Regions from separate parts of the Sus scrofa genome. Here regions 1 and 3 are each linked to region 2. A link is a contact called in public Hi-C and HiChIP or PLAC-seq data. All regions are on one chromosome and are shown on one strand. Each heading gives the region's core, a stretch centred on a gene start, on an enhancer-like site or on the middle of the called end of the contact. The rest is flanking DNA. Distances are from core to core; before and after follow the strand shown. Region 1 holds the start of SPATA2 (spermatogenesis-associated protein 2). Region 2 holds the start of TMEM189 (transmembrane protein 189). Region 3 holds the start of SNAI1 (zinc finger protein SNAI1).

What was found. A called contact is a pair of places that touch in the nucleus more often than the background predicts. HiChIP or PLAC-seq counts read pairs in DNA pulled down with a chosen protein or histone mark.
Region 1: a contact with region 2 is called in an H3K27ac HiChIP or PLAC-seq map of alveolar macrophages. The contact joins the promoter of SPATA2 here to the promoter of TMEM189 in region 2. A contact is called at or near these places in 1 of 47 Hi-C or Micro-C datasets (liver) and 2 of 2 datasets of contacts at active chromatin or transcription factors (alveolar macrophages and skeletal muscle).
Region 3: a Hi-C map of undifferentiated spermatogonia shows a contact between it and region 2, with 2.5 times the contacts expected there. The contact joins the promoter of SNAI1 here to the promoter of TMEM189 in region 2. A contact is called at or near these places in 3 of 5 promoter capture datasets (fetal liver, liver and skeletal muscle), 23 of 47 Hi-C or Micro-C datasets (alveolar macrophages, blood, embryonic fibroblasts and 13 more) and 2 of 2 datasets of contacts at active chromatin or transcription factors (alveolar macrophages and skeletal muscle).

What each region holds. Positions count from the first base shown.
Region 1 is chr17:51,499,317-51,503,133 of Sscrofa11.1, forward strand. SPATA2 (spermatogenesis-associated protein 2) reads right to left here and starts at 1,584. Exons shown (of 3, transcript XM_021077959.1): 1 at 1,223-1,584.
Region 2 is chr17:51,695,994-51,699,587 of Sscrofa11.1, forward strand. TMEM189 (transmembrane protein 189) reads right to left here and starts at 1,988. Exons shown (of 6, transcript NM_001205093.1): 1 at 1,773-1,988. The coding sequence starts at 1,896. It overlaps LOC102164659 (a long non-coding RNA gene), which reads left to right and starts at 2,133. Exons shown (of 3, transcript XR_002339851.1): 1 at 2,133-2,597.
Region 3 is chr17:51,544,858-51,548,638 of Sscrofa11.1, forward strand. SNAI1 (zinc finger protein SNAI1) reads left to right here and starts at 1,589. Exons shown (of 3, transcript XM_021077961.1): 1 at 1,589-1,783; 2 at 2,563-3,090. The coding sequence starts at 1,702.

The DNA of each region.
Region 1 (3,817 bases), core at 334-2,833, 200 kb before region 2:
ATCGCAGTCAGGGAGTCAGCAGCTGTTTAAATTATTATTTTTTGTAAACACCTCAAAGGAAAGCTGTATGTTTAAAACCCCACTGAACGGAATGGAAATGATTTTGGATAGCAAAGCATGAGCTTGGCTTTACCTCAGCTGGCCCATTCAAGCAGAAACATTCCCCAAGCAGCATCTGAAGGCGCCCCCTCCCTGCACAGGCAGAAGCTATTTTGGGCCCAGCACGGCCCCAGTGCACAGGTTTACCAGCTAGCCCAGGGATCTAGCTAGCTTCAGGCAGCTCAGAGTTCCCTTGGCCTCTGAACAGCAACAAGGGGAGCTCAGTTCAACCCCCTCCACCTCCGCAGCCACTCCTCTGCACTCATTCCAAGCCAGAGGCCCCTGAGACACATCCCAACCAGTCTTCCACTCGTTGTGAAACGCCAGAGGGTCCCCACACCCCAACTCGATTCCAGGCAAATTCAGAGAGGGCTTCCAAACCTCTGAAAATAACCTCAGTGAAGCTGAAACCGGGCTCCCTCAGTGGCAGCTGCCACCCTCAAAGGGGCTCTAAAGGAACCAGGGTCCCCTCCCTGCAGAGGTCAGAAGCTGGCGGCTGCTATTCCCAGCCTGATAATTCCCACAGCCTCTTAGGGCCACATCGTTGTGAAAAACATCCTAGTCCCTAACTCAGGCCCTCCGCACGGGTCTGTGAATGAATAACAGCAACTGTCATTTACTGGACGCCTGCTGTATGCCAGACTGCTTCACGTGCATCATCTCGCCTCGTCGCCACCACAGCCCTATAAGGCAGCTTCACTCCCCGTTTAACTAATTTTAGGCAGCTGAGACTCAGAAGATAAAGTGACTTGTCCAAGGTCACAGAGTGAGTACAAACCCCAGAGCCTGCCTCCAGAGCCTGGGCTGAGGACCACTGCGCGGTAACTGCCTCACGGTGGAATCGGGGTGTCCTGCTGCTGTTAGTCGCCGAAGAAGGGGTGTTTCTCCTGACTGCCCGGAGCCACCCATGGCCGGTCGCAGGAGTCTGAGAGCCAGCCCGTGCCGGAGAGACTGAGGATCCTGAAGACTACTAGCTGAAGGGCCCAAAAGGCGGGCCGGCCCGTCGGCCCCGACGGCCGCGAAGGGACGAGGCTCCCGGGCCGGCCGAGCCCCGCCGAACAGGCGCCCCCTCCGCCCGGGAAAGCCCCAGAGGCCGTTTCCGCCCCGGCCGCCCCGCACTCACCCCGGCACTGCAGCCGAGGACGCCCCGGACGAGGGGAGCAAGAAGGAGCCGCGGCCGCCGCCGGAGCCAGGCCCGGCTGGGCTCTCGCCGCTCCGGCCGGCTGCAGGGGACCGAGACCAGTACCCCGGGGCCGCGGCGACCCGGAAACACTCAGCTAGGAAGTGACGTCTGTCGGAGGCGGGTCCAAATGGAGGCTGTGCTGCGGCTGCGCGCTGGGCCGGGCAGAAGCCGATACCCGCCCGCGGCGGAGGAAGAAGTGGAAGGCCGAAGAGTGAGTAGAGAAGCCGCGGAATCCTGCTTTAGGGTCTGAAGGACCGCTACCGCGTCTCGGGCTCGGACCCGGAAATAAACGGACAGGAAGTGACGCAACCATCGGCCCGGGAAGGTGGCCGGCCAGGTTGTCATGGGAACCGGCCTGGAGCCGGGATAGGATTGCTCAGCTGCAAGCGCAGACTGCCTCCACCTCTCGGACTTTCCCCTTGCAGAGACGATCTGCGAACTGAACTCCCAGCTGCGCCTGGGCAGGAGCTGACGGTTGGATCCCTCACCCCCATTGTACAGGTGGACATGCCGTAGGCTTCGAAAAAGTGAGGAGTTCCCTGGTGGTGCAGCGAGTTAAGGATCTCGGGTTGCCACTGCTGTGGCTCGGGTCGCAGCTGTGGCGTGGGTTCGATCCCTCGCCCCGGAACTTCTGCACGACCCCCCCCCCAAAAAAGTAAGTCTGATGCCCAGTATCATGCGAGACTGAACTCATCCTTGAGAGGACTGTTGATGCAGGGTGTGTTTAAGAGTGAGGGGGGAGTTCCCCCTTGCGGCCCAGAGGGTTAAAAACCGGACTAGTATCCATGAGGATGTTGGTTCCATGCTTGACCTCACTCAGTGGGTTAAGGATCTGGCCTGGGCTTAGGTGGGAACTGCAATGATTGGGATCTGATCCCTGGCCAGGAGCTCCAGTAGGGCGGCCAAACAAGGGAAAAAAAGAAAAAAGAAAAAAAATGGAGGTCCCGTTGTGGCACAGCAGAAAGGAATCCAACAAGTATCCATGAGGATGCGTGTTTGATTCCTGACCTTGCTCAGTGGGTTAAGGCTCCAGCATTGCGGTGAGCTGTGGTGTAGGTTGCAGATGCAGCTCAGAGATGCAGCTCGGATCCTGCATTGCCGTGACTGTGGTGTAGGCCGGTAGCTGTAGGTCCCATTGGACCCATAGCCTGGGAACCTCCATATGCCTCCGTGCGGCCCTAAAAAATAATGTATAAATAGTTTGTTTTTAAAATCTGGTTACTGTTTAAGAAAATGATTAAATTCTGCCCTCAACTTCCCTAAATGGAAGCCAGTGTTAGGAAAGATCGAGCCAAAATATTGCCTCCTTGCTTCGTGACTTTTTTCCAGACATCTTCAGTATAGACCACACTGGCATCAACACTGGTGGCTTGTCACTTCACTTCATGGATCTGTCTCCCACCATGTTGCTCTGAGCTCTGGTTTTGTGGTTCACCCCTGCTCTAAATCCTTGTGCTTGCAAAATACCTAGCACATACTCAAGACTTTGTTGATCGTATCTGCCATTGAACAGCTCGTTCTAACTTAGCCTCTTAATGAAGACTAAGAGCCCACTCTATGCTAGGTTCTCTTTCCCTAACATGGTCTTGGCTCTTGGCACTTACCATGCTCTTCTGCCCCTCTGGCCTCTGTGCCTCTATATTGCTGTTCCCTCAGTACAAATGTTCTTCCTTTCCCCTCTTCCCTTCCTTGCTTTCTTGGCTTCCAGCCCCAGCTCAATCCACGCATCCTTTCTGAAACTTTCTCAGATTTCTGCAAGCAAAGACCTACCTTTCTCTGATTCTCCACAACTGCACTGTCTTTCATAATTTTTTTTGACTGTTTTTTTTTTTTTTTTTTAGGGCCCAAGGCATGTGGAAGTACTCAGGCTAGCGTTCAAATGGGAGCTATAGCTGCCAGCCTACACCACTGCCACAGCAGTGCCAGATCTGAGCTGCATCTATGACCTACACCACAGCTCACAGCAGCACCATATCCTTAACCCACTGAGCAAGGACAGGAATTAAACCCTAGTCCTCAGGGATACTAGTCGGGTTCGTTACCAGTGCACAACCACGGGAACTCCTGTCTTTCATAATATCATCTCAGCTCTTATCACAGTGGATTTTTACATAGGTTTAAACCTGACAACCCCCCCCCCCCAGAACACCTGGAGCTCTTTATTTATCTGTATTTCTCATGAGCTCTGCACACGTCTGATCAGGAGGTACCCAACAGATGTTGCTTGATGGCAGGATTCTCTCAGCCTTGGTGTCCCCAGTTAAAGTCAGTGGCTCTTGGCTCAGGAGTCCACAACCTAATATATGGAGGAACATTGGAGAACCAGCAACCTGCTATTCAAACAGCAGTAGTTACTACATTTATCCTTTGCTGTCTAGCACCACTTAAGGTCTTTGTGTATTTCAGCTTTTATCATCTCATGTTTAAACTCTTTTAATCACCTGTAAGGTGATGGTGTTTACAGGAATTCCAACTGAGGAAAACTGTTCCACCCAAACTCTTCCTTTGCAACAACTCAAAACTGTCCTTTGGGAT
Region 2 (3,594 bases), core at 738-3,237:
AAGAGATGGTGGTCCACTGGGGAGGCTTAGAATGACAACGTACGATTTGGTTGAAGGTGGGTAGAGCTGGACACCAAAGGAGGGGGGCCCCTGAATCCTTGATCCCAGGTGGTGAGTCTGAGGACCAAAGAGGCAAGGCAGCTTACTCCGAGACTCACAGGAAAGGTTCAACTATTGGGTTAATAACAGGGATTGCCTACTGTATCCCAGGCACTGGCCAAGGGAGATGATCTAATTTCTTCTTTTCAATGATACTGAGGAACAGATAAACTGTACCTTGTTCCCATTTTAGAGGTGAGGAAACAGAGGCTCAGAGATGGAAAGTGGCTTGGCCCAGGTCATACAGCTAAGAAGTAGAGTCCGGAAGTCAGGTCCAGACTGTCTTAGGGAGCAGAGGAGGTTTTAAAGGCCACAGACTGGGTGTCTGGGGAACAGGCTGAAGAAACCATGGCAGCATGGGCCAGGTGCCCAACTTAGGCATGAAAAAAAATTACAAACAGAACATGGAATTACAAGTCTAGAAAGGCCTCTGGTGAGCTAGGACACAAAGAGAGAGCAAATGGCCCAAGGTCACAGTTATGGCAGAGATGGTATGCAAACCCAGGCCAGTCAGGGCACAAAGCCAAAGGTGGTAGTGGACTCATGCCTGCCCCAGGCTAGGGCTGTACATGGTGGATACACCCTGGCAAAATGAAAGATGTCCGAACGTTTGACAAACAAAGCTTGGTGTGATGGCAACATCCAGGCAGAGGGGCCTCCCAGTCACCTGACTCCAGAGTTCTCAAAGGCACTTCCTTAACCCCTGGGGACACTTGGCCTTCCTGCAACCTGGCAATGAGATTCCTGAAGCTCAAGTGGAAGTCAGAGAAGGGGGAGGGCGCTGGTGCTTGCCGGAGCAGAAATGGTAGGCCCAGCAGGAAGAAGCCAGGGCCCTTGGCCTGGGGACAGAACCTCTGGAGACCCTCAAGTCCTAATAGAGGGGGCTAATATAAACACATGGGAGAAGGTTGGAGTTGGGGCTTGTATATGAGAGGAGCTTAAATGGAAGATTCGTAGTGCCCCCACCACCCTAGGATTCCAAAGTATGGAGTGAGAGATAATGCTGGGGGGAGGGGAGGAGGAGGGAAGGGTGGTCTGCAGATGGAATCTATAAATACAGGATGGGGCTTTGGAGGAAAAGTTTCTGGGGAACCCATTAGCTGTGGGACCCTGAGTTGATGTTCCCAGAGCAGGGAGCCTAAACGTGCCCAGATTTGTGGGGTGAGGTTACTAAAGTCCAGGGCCTTGGCTAGGGCAGAGATGGGGCCCTAGAGTGTGAACTTCCGATCTGGGGAACTTGGAATACGGTGTAACTTTTGGGGGGGTCGAGGACGGTGCATGTGGCTGAGGGGTTGCCTTCAGCTTGGACGGGGTCCTGGGGTGCGGGGTGGTTCCTAAGTCTAGGGACGCTCTTTGCAGCCGCGGGTACCCTGGGCTAGGATCTGGATCTGGTAGGATGATGGGAGCTGTTTGTTGCCCGAGGAGCTGATATGGCAGTTTCTAGACCTGGGGACTGTTTTTGCATCCAGAAAGTCCCGGGACTGGGATTCTAGCTTGGGCTTGGAAGAGGCGCAGGGGTGGGGTCCCGGACTTAGGGGTGCTATTTGCAAGTTAGAAGCCGCTGGAGTTTGCATCGAGGCCTGAGGCAGGGGTTCCGATACAGCGGACTGGGGGTCGCTGTCCGTAGCTCGGACGGGTGACTGCAGGCCCGGAGGGGGGCCCAGAGGTCCTACCTGGTGAGTAGAGCGCGGCCAGCTCGCGGGCCCCGGCATGCTGCGCGCCCCAGCGCCGGCAATACGCCGCCTCGTCCTCGTCGAGCTCCAGCTGCTGGCCCGGTCCGTCTTCCGCGCCCGCCATGGCCACTCGCCTGGCCCGCCCGGTGCTCTCTGCTGGCGGCGGCGGCGGCGGCGGCAGGGCCGCGGAACCGCGGCGAGATCACGCCGCCCAATGACCGCCCAGCACCGCGCGCGACTGCGGCGCTGGCGGGGACCTCGCCCGGCCGCGCGTCACAGCCAATCCGGACCCGCGCCGGGGCCACACCGGCCAATCAGCGGCCGCTGAGCCGCAGCCAACCGCGGCGAGCGGGGGGCAGGACCGCAGCTGGCGCAGCTGGGCACGGAAGCGTAGGGCGGCGGCGCTTCTCTCCCGGTCCCGCTCCGTCTCCGGCGCCAACCGCACCGGAACGCGGGCAGTGTGGACGCCCACCTCGGGCTCGGTTTACCCGCCGGTGGAGAGGGCCGAGGTCTTGCGCCAGCGGACCTAGAAGCGGCGTCTCTTCAGCACGCGCAGTCCAGCGTCTACTCTGTGCCAGGGACCCGTGTGGAGGGTGCCTGGTCGGGGCCGGGGAGCCAGCGCTTCCTGGGCACTTTAAACAGTGCTCCCTGGCTGGGACCGGTTTACCCCGGGCCGGCTTCTGGGCCCTGCCGCGCGAGGACCGAGCGTACCCCTACGGTGCGCGGCGCGCCGGGGGACGAGAGACGTCGAGCCTGACTCACCCCTGGGGACTCCTGCTCTCCTGAGGGAGAGGACAGGAAACTGCTGAGAGTCACTAAGATTTGGTGAGCGCTTAAGACCTGTTAGGCGCCGGGCCAAGGGCTGGACAACAGCATGTTCTTACAATAACGAATTGTGTTGCCTCCTCAGAGGCCCCTCCTGACCGCGCCACTCTGAGTTGCTCCCTCCTCTCCGCCAGTCACTGTGACATCATCCCTTTTGTCTTCTCAGTGCTTGTCGTAGGCGGTGAAGAGTTCGCGTCCTCCCCACCAGAAAGCAAGCTCCCGAAGGCCGGGACTTGGGTGGTTCACAGCTGAACCGCCGTGTCTGGCTCAGCATAGGGCTCCTGTTGGAAGCTCAGTAAATGCTGAATGCGTTAAGGCTCAGCCAAATGACTTTACTGCCTCAGCAGGTAAATGACACGTCCAGCTGGCTACAAAGTACAGAATAGTTGTTCACATAAATTCCATATGGTGCTACCAAATGGGAGGCCACGGAAGGACCCAAGAGGTGCCCAGGGGGAGCAGGGACCGGACATAAGACCCCTTCTAGAATGTATTTTGGAGCTCCATCCTTGTTCTGGTGTTCTGAGGGTTTAAGCCCTGGATTTCTCAGCTGCTAGGAAAAGCCAGTCACCTCAGGTGTGATTCCTGGGTGTTCTTGTGCCGGGTGGCTGCTGTCTCCAGCCAGGCCTGTGCTCCTTCCCTGCTTCCTTCTATACTTCCTCCCAGGAAAGAAAAGTATGCTTCTGTAGCAGGGACAGGTTGCAGCCCAAATCCTGATGAATTCTGGCAAAAGTGGGTGGCCTTGTATTATTAGCATACACCATTCGATTTTTCAAATCCAGGAGTTTAACGTGTTTTGCCTTGATGGGGGCTGGATCTCAGATTTCAAGGAGACAGCTTCCCAAGCTCTCTGCACGTGTCCCAGACCTCCAAGCAGGTTGCGATGGCTGGTTACTGCTGATGTCTATCAATCTCCTAGTGCAGCACAAGATGGGTGAAGGACAAACAGACTGCTAAGGTCATTCATTCATTCACTCAGCACATATTTATTAAGCAC
Region 3 (3,781 bases), core at 339-2,838, 150 kb before region 2:
TCTGAGGCAGATTGGAACAGGGGAGGGTTTGAGCAGAGGGACACAGCCTTACTCTCTCCCTCTGGAGGCACGTGGAAAATAGGGACTGGAACTAAAGAGATGTAGAAGGGGATATATTCTTCCTAAAGACTGCCTATGCCCTGTCCCCCACCTTACCCTCCCCTCACCAATTAGAACAGGGTAAGGAAGATTGTTTTGTTCACCGCTGTTATGACCCAAACAGACAGTTGTCCCAGCCCTGTTCTAGGTGTGGAGTGGAGAGGCTTACAGGTGTTCATGGTCCTTGCTTCACAGGTGGGAACAAGTTGGGTGGGGCTTGTGGATTTATCTCTGTGCCCCATCTCTCCCTCAGGCCTGGCATAGCTCTCAAAGTTGGTGGGCTCACAGGAACGCTGAGCGCAAGGGTACAGCTGTCCCCACATTGAATCAGTCAGTGCCCTCCCACCCCCTGCCCCAGGTGGAGCCCAGCATTAGGTCCTTCAGACAGTACTGCTGACCCCAGACAAGCAAAGAGACCATGGCAGCCCCTGCCTTCCCTTCTTCTTTTTCCCACCTGCCCAGTCTTTCTCAAACTCTCAACAGGTCCCTCCTCAGCTGAAAATTCTTCCTTGGCTCCCCAGTGCCCTTGGGGCAAAGTCCAAACTCCTCCAGGCCCTGGACGCCCAGCAGACCTGACCCCTCTGCCCTGCACCCCACCCCCATCCCTGGGAGCTGCTCTCAGCGGCTCTGAAATAGTTACTGATTCCTACCTCAGGCCTTTCCCCTCAGTATTTCTTCACTTCCTCTGGGAAGCTGCCCCCGACCCCCTGTCAAGTGACCCGCCTCTTGACTGTCACAGTGCCCTGTGGTCTCCCCCTCCTCCCCCCATCAAAGCACACTTCCCTTTGCATTGGAATTGTCTGTTTACTTCGTCTGTCTCCTCTACCGGACGGGGTGCTACCTTTGGGCAGAGACCCTGAGTGTTTTGTTCAGGGCTGTATCCCCAGCTCCAGGAACAGTGCCTGGCACGTTAGTGGGCACTCCGCAAACATGTGATAATTGAGGGAACGGATGCATTTTTTTCTAGATGATGCCCGTTTGCTTTGCAGAAAAGGCTGTGGCATTGCACACGGCCAGCAGCCACCTGAAGGTGTCCATTGCCTATCTCCCTCCCTCGTCAATCCCACGCTCTTTGCGAGGCACCCTTCGGGCAAAGGAAATTTCCCACCCCTTCCCAAACCCGAGGCGGTGGCGGTTTTTTCGGAAAGTCAGGTGCCCAGACCCACGGCGCGTGGCGCCAGGGGGCGCCAGAGGCGGGCGACTGTGCCACGCTGAGCTGGCGGGCGCACGGGTCCCGAAGGGGGTCCGGCTTAGGCCGGGGTTCCTGGCGCCACGCCTCCGGCAGCCCGCAGCGGAGCGAGGAGAGCAGCGCCCTCAGCCCGGCGTCCCAGTTGCCCCACCCGGCTCCCAGCGCCACGCGGCGCGAGCCCCGCCAGCCCCAGGCGCACCTGCTTGGGGCGTGGTCTCCGGCGAAGGCCCTCCTTGATTGGTTTGGAGGTGACAAAGGGGGCGTGGCAGCGCTCGGCCCCCGCCCACACGCTGGTGGAGTACTTAAGGGAGTTGGAGGCGCGTCTCCACTCACAGCGCAGCTGCACGGCCTTGCGGGTGGAGGGCCTTGCGATCCCTGCGCGACCCCGTGACCCCCCCGCTGCTTCGGCCACCATGCCGCGCTCTTTTCTCGTCAGGAAGCCCGCCTGCTCCCGACGGAGGCCCAACTACAGCGAGCTACACGACTCTTCTCCAGGTGAGTGGATGGGGTGCCAGACCCCCGGGGGGTTGGGGGGAGCACTCGGTGAAGGCTGCTTGGTGCGGGGGCGGCATATGAGGGGAAGGGACTTGGGGTCAAAATCGAGGGCCCAAAGTCGAGGGCCCAAAGTCGAGTCAAAGGATACGGCCTGGAGAAACGTGGAGAGGGATGTGACTAGCCCCGGGCAGGTGGATCTGGGAGATTGGGAGAGGGCTTTTAGAGGGCGGTGGTCTTGGGCTGAGGGGACTTTTTAGGCGCCGAGAGGCGGGGAGCCCCAAGAGCACTGAAATGGGGGGAAGAGGCTTGTGTCTGGATACCCGCCGGCCAGTGTCTGGGAAGAGTCCGGAGTCCAGAGGATTTGGGGGGAGGGGGCAGGAGGAGAGACGTGTATGGAAGGGGGTCTGGGACAAGCGCAGTGCCTCGGCAGCCGAGGCGATTAGGGGCCAGGGTGCTGGGGTCTTTCCTCAGGCTGGGGACTTGGTCAGCTCAGGAGGAAGGAAACCTAGGAATGACCTCCCTGAGCTGGAGGGATCCTTCCTGTAAGATCTGGAAGTTGAGATGGAAGAACGGGTGACCTGGCTGAGGAGTGGGCTCTGCCAGGGCAGAAACCTGTCTTTTACTCATTTAAAAGCAGTAACCCTCTCTTATTCATTTAATAAGCACGGAGTGCCAACCCCACTCAGCCCCTGGCCCACATCAGGCAAATGTTTGCTGACTGACAGACTGACTGACCAACTTAATGCCTAACTTTGCCCTTTTCTCTGTCTCCCCACCAGAGTTCACTTTTCAGCAGCCCTATGACCAGGCCCACCTGCTGGCAGCTATCCCACCTCCTGAGGTCCTCAATCCCACCGCCTCACTGCCCACGCTCATCTGGGACTCTCTCCTGGCACCCCAAGCCCAGCCGATTGGCTGGGCCTCCCTTCTGCCCCAGGAGATCCCCAGGGCTGTCGAGCTGACCTCCCTGTCTGACGAGGACAGTGGGAAAGGCTCCCAGCCCCCCAGCCCACCCTCACCGGCTCCTTCGTCCTTCTCTTCCACCTCAGCCTCCTCCCTGGAGGCCGAGAGTTATGCTGCCTTCCCAGGCTTGGGCCAATTGCCCAAGCAGCTGGCCGGTCTCTCCGTGGCCAAAGACCCCCAGTCTCGCAAGGCCTTCAACTGCAAATACTGCAACAAGGAGTATGTCAGCCTGGGTGCTCTCAAGATGCACATCAGAAGCCACACGCTGCCCTGCGTGTGTGGCACCTGCGGGAAGGCCTTCTCCAGGCCCTGGCTGCTGCAGGGCCACGTCCGGACCCACACCGGTGAGTACCCTGCAGGCTGGCTGCCTTTCTGACCCTCCCATGCCTTCTCTGCCAGCTCTTGCCAGACAGGGTGTGCTGTTTTCTGGTTGTAGAAACTGAGACCCCCAGTCTCCTGACTCACGAGTTCAGGGGCCTGACTCTGAAACCTTTGACGGAAACGTTTCTTCATTCATCAGCCCAGATGGGCTGAGTAGATAACTCAGTTCCTCAGCCAAATGGGTTGGAGCTGGATATGGGAAAGGTGTAACCAACACCTTGCTGTTGGGACCAGGTGTGAAGGGGCCCACCCTGCTCCACCCTCCTCCAGCCCACCCCCACCCCCACCCTAGCCAGACAGGATGTTGTCAAGACTCCCCACTAGGCTCTGAATCCTGATTGGGGATCTTCCCCAAACCTTGGGCTGAGGTTCCTCCTCTCTGAGCCTCAGCACCCTCCACCGTAAAAGCATAAGAACACCTTGGAGGGGTTTCGTGCCAGTTAAACGAAAGAAAGCATACAGACAGCACCTGGGACAGGGCTTGGTACCTGATCAGCACCCACAAAAGTGGTTGTTGGTATTTTTTCTGCTTCCATGCTGTGTGCCTTTGAGCAAGTGATTTCACCTCTCTGAGCCTCTCTGATAACCTTATCTATAGGCTGGATTATGATAGTGTTTTGAGGGGGGCCATCTAGATTCACTGGCTCCTCAATC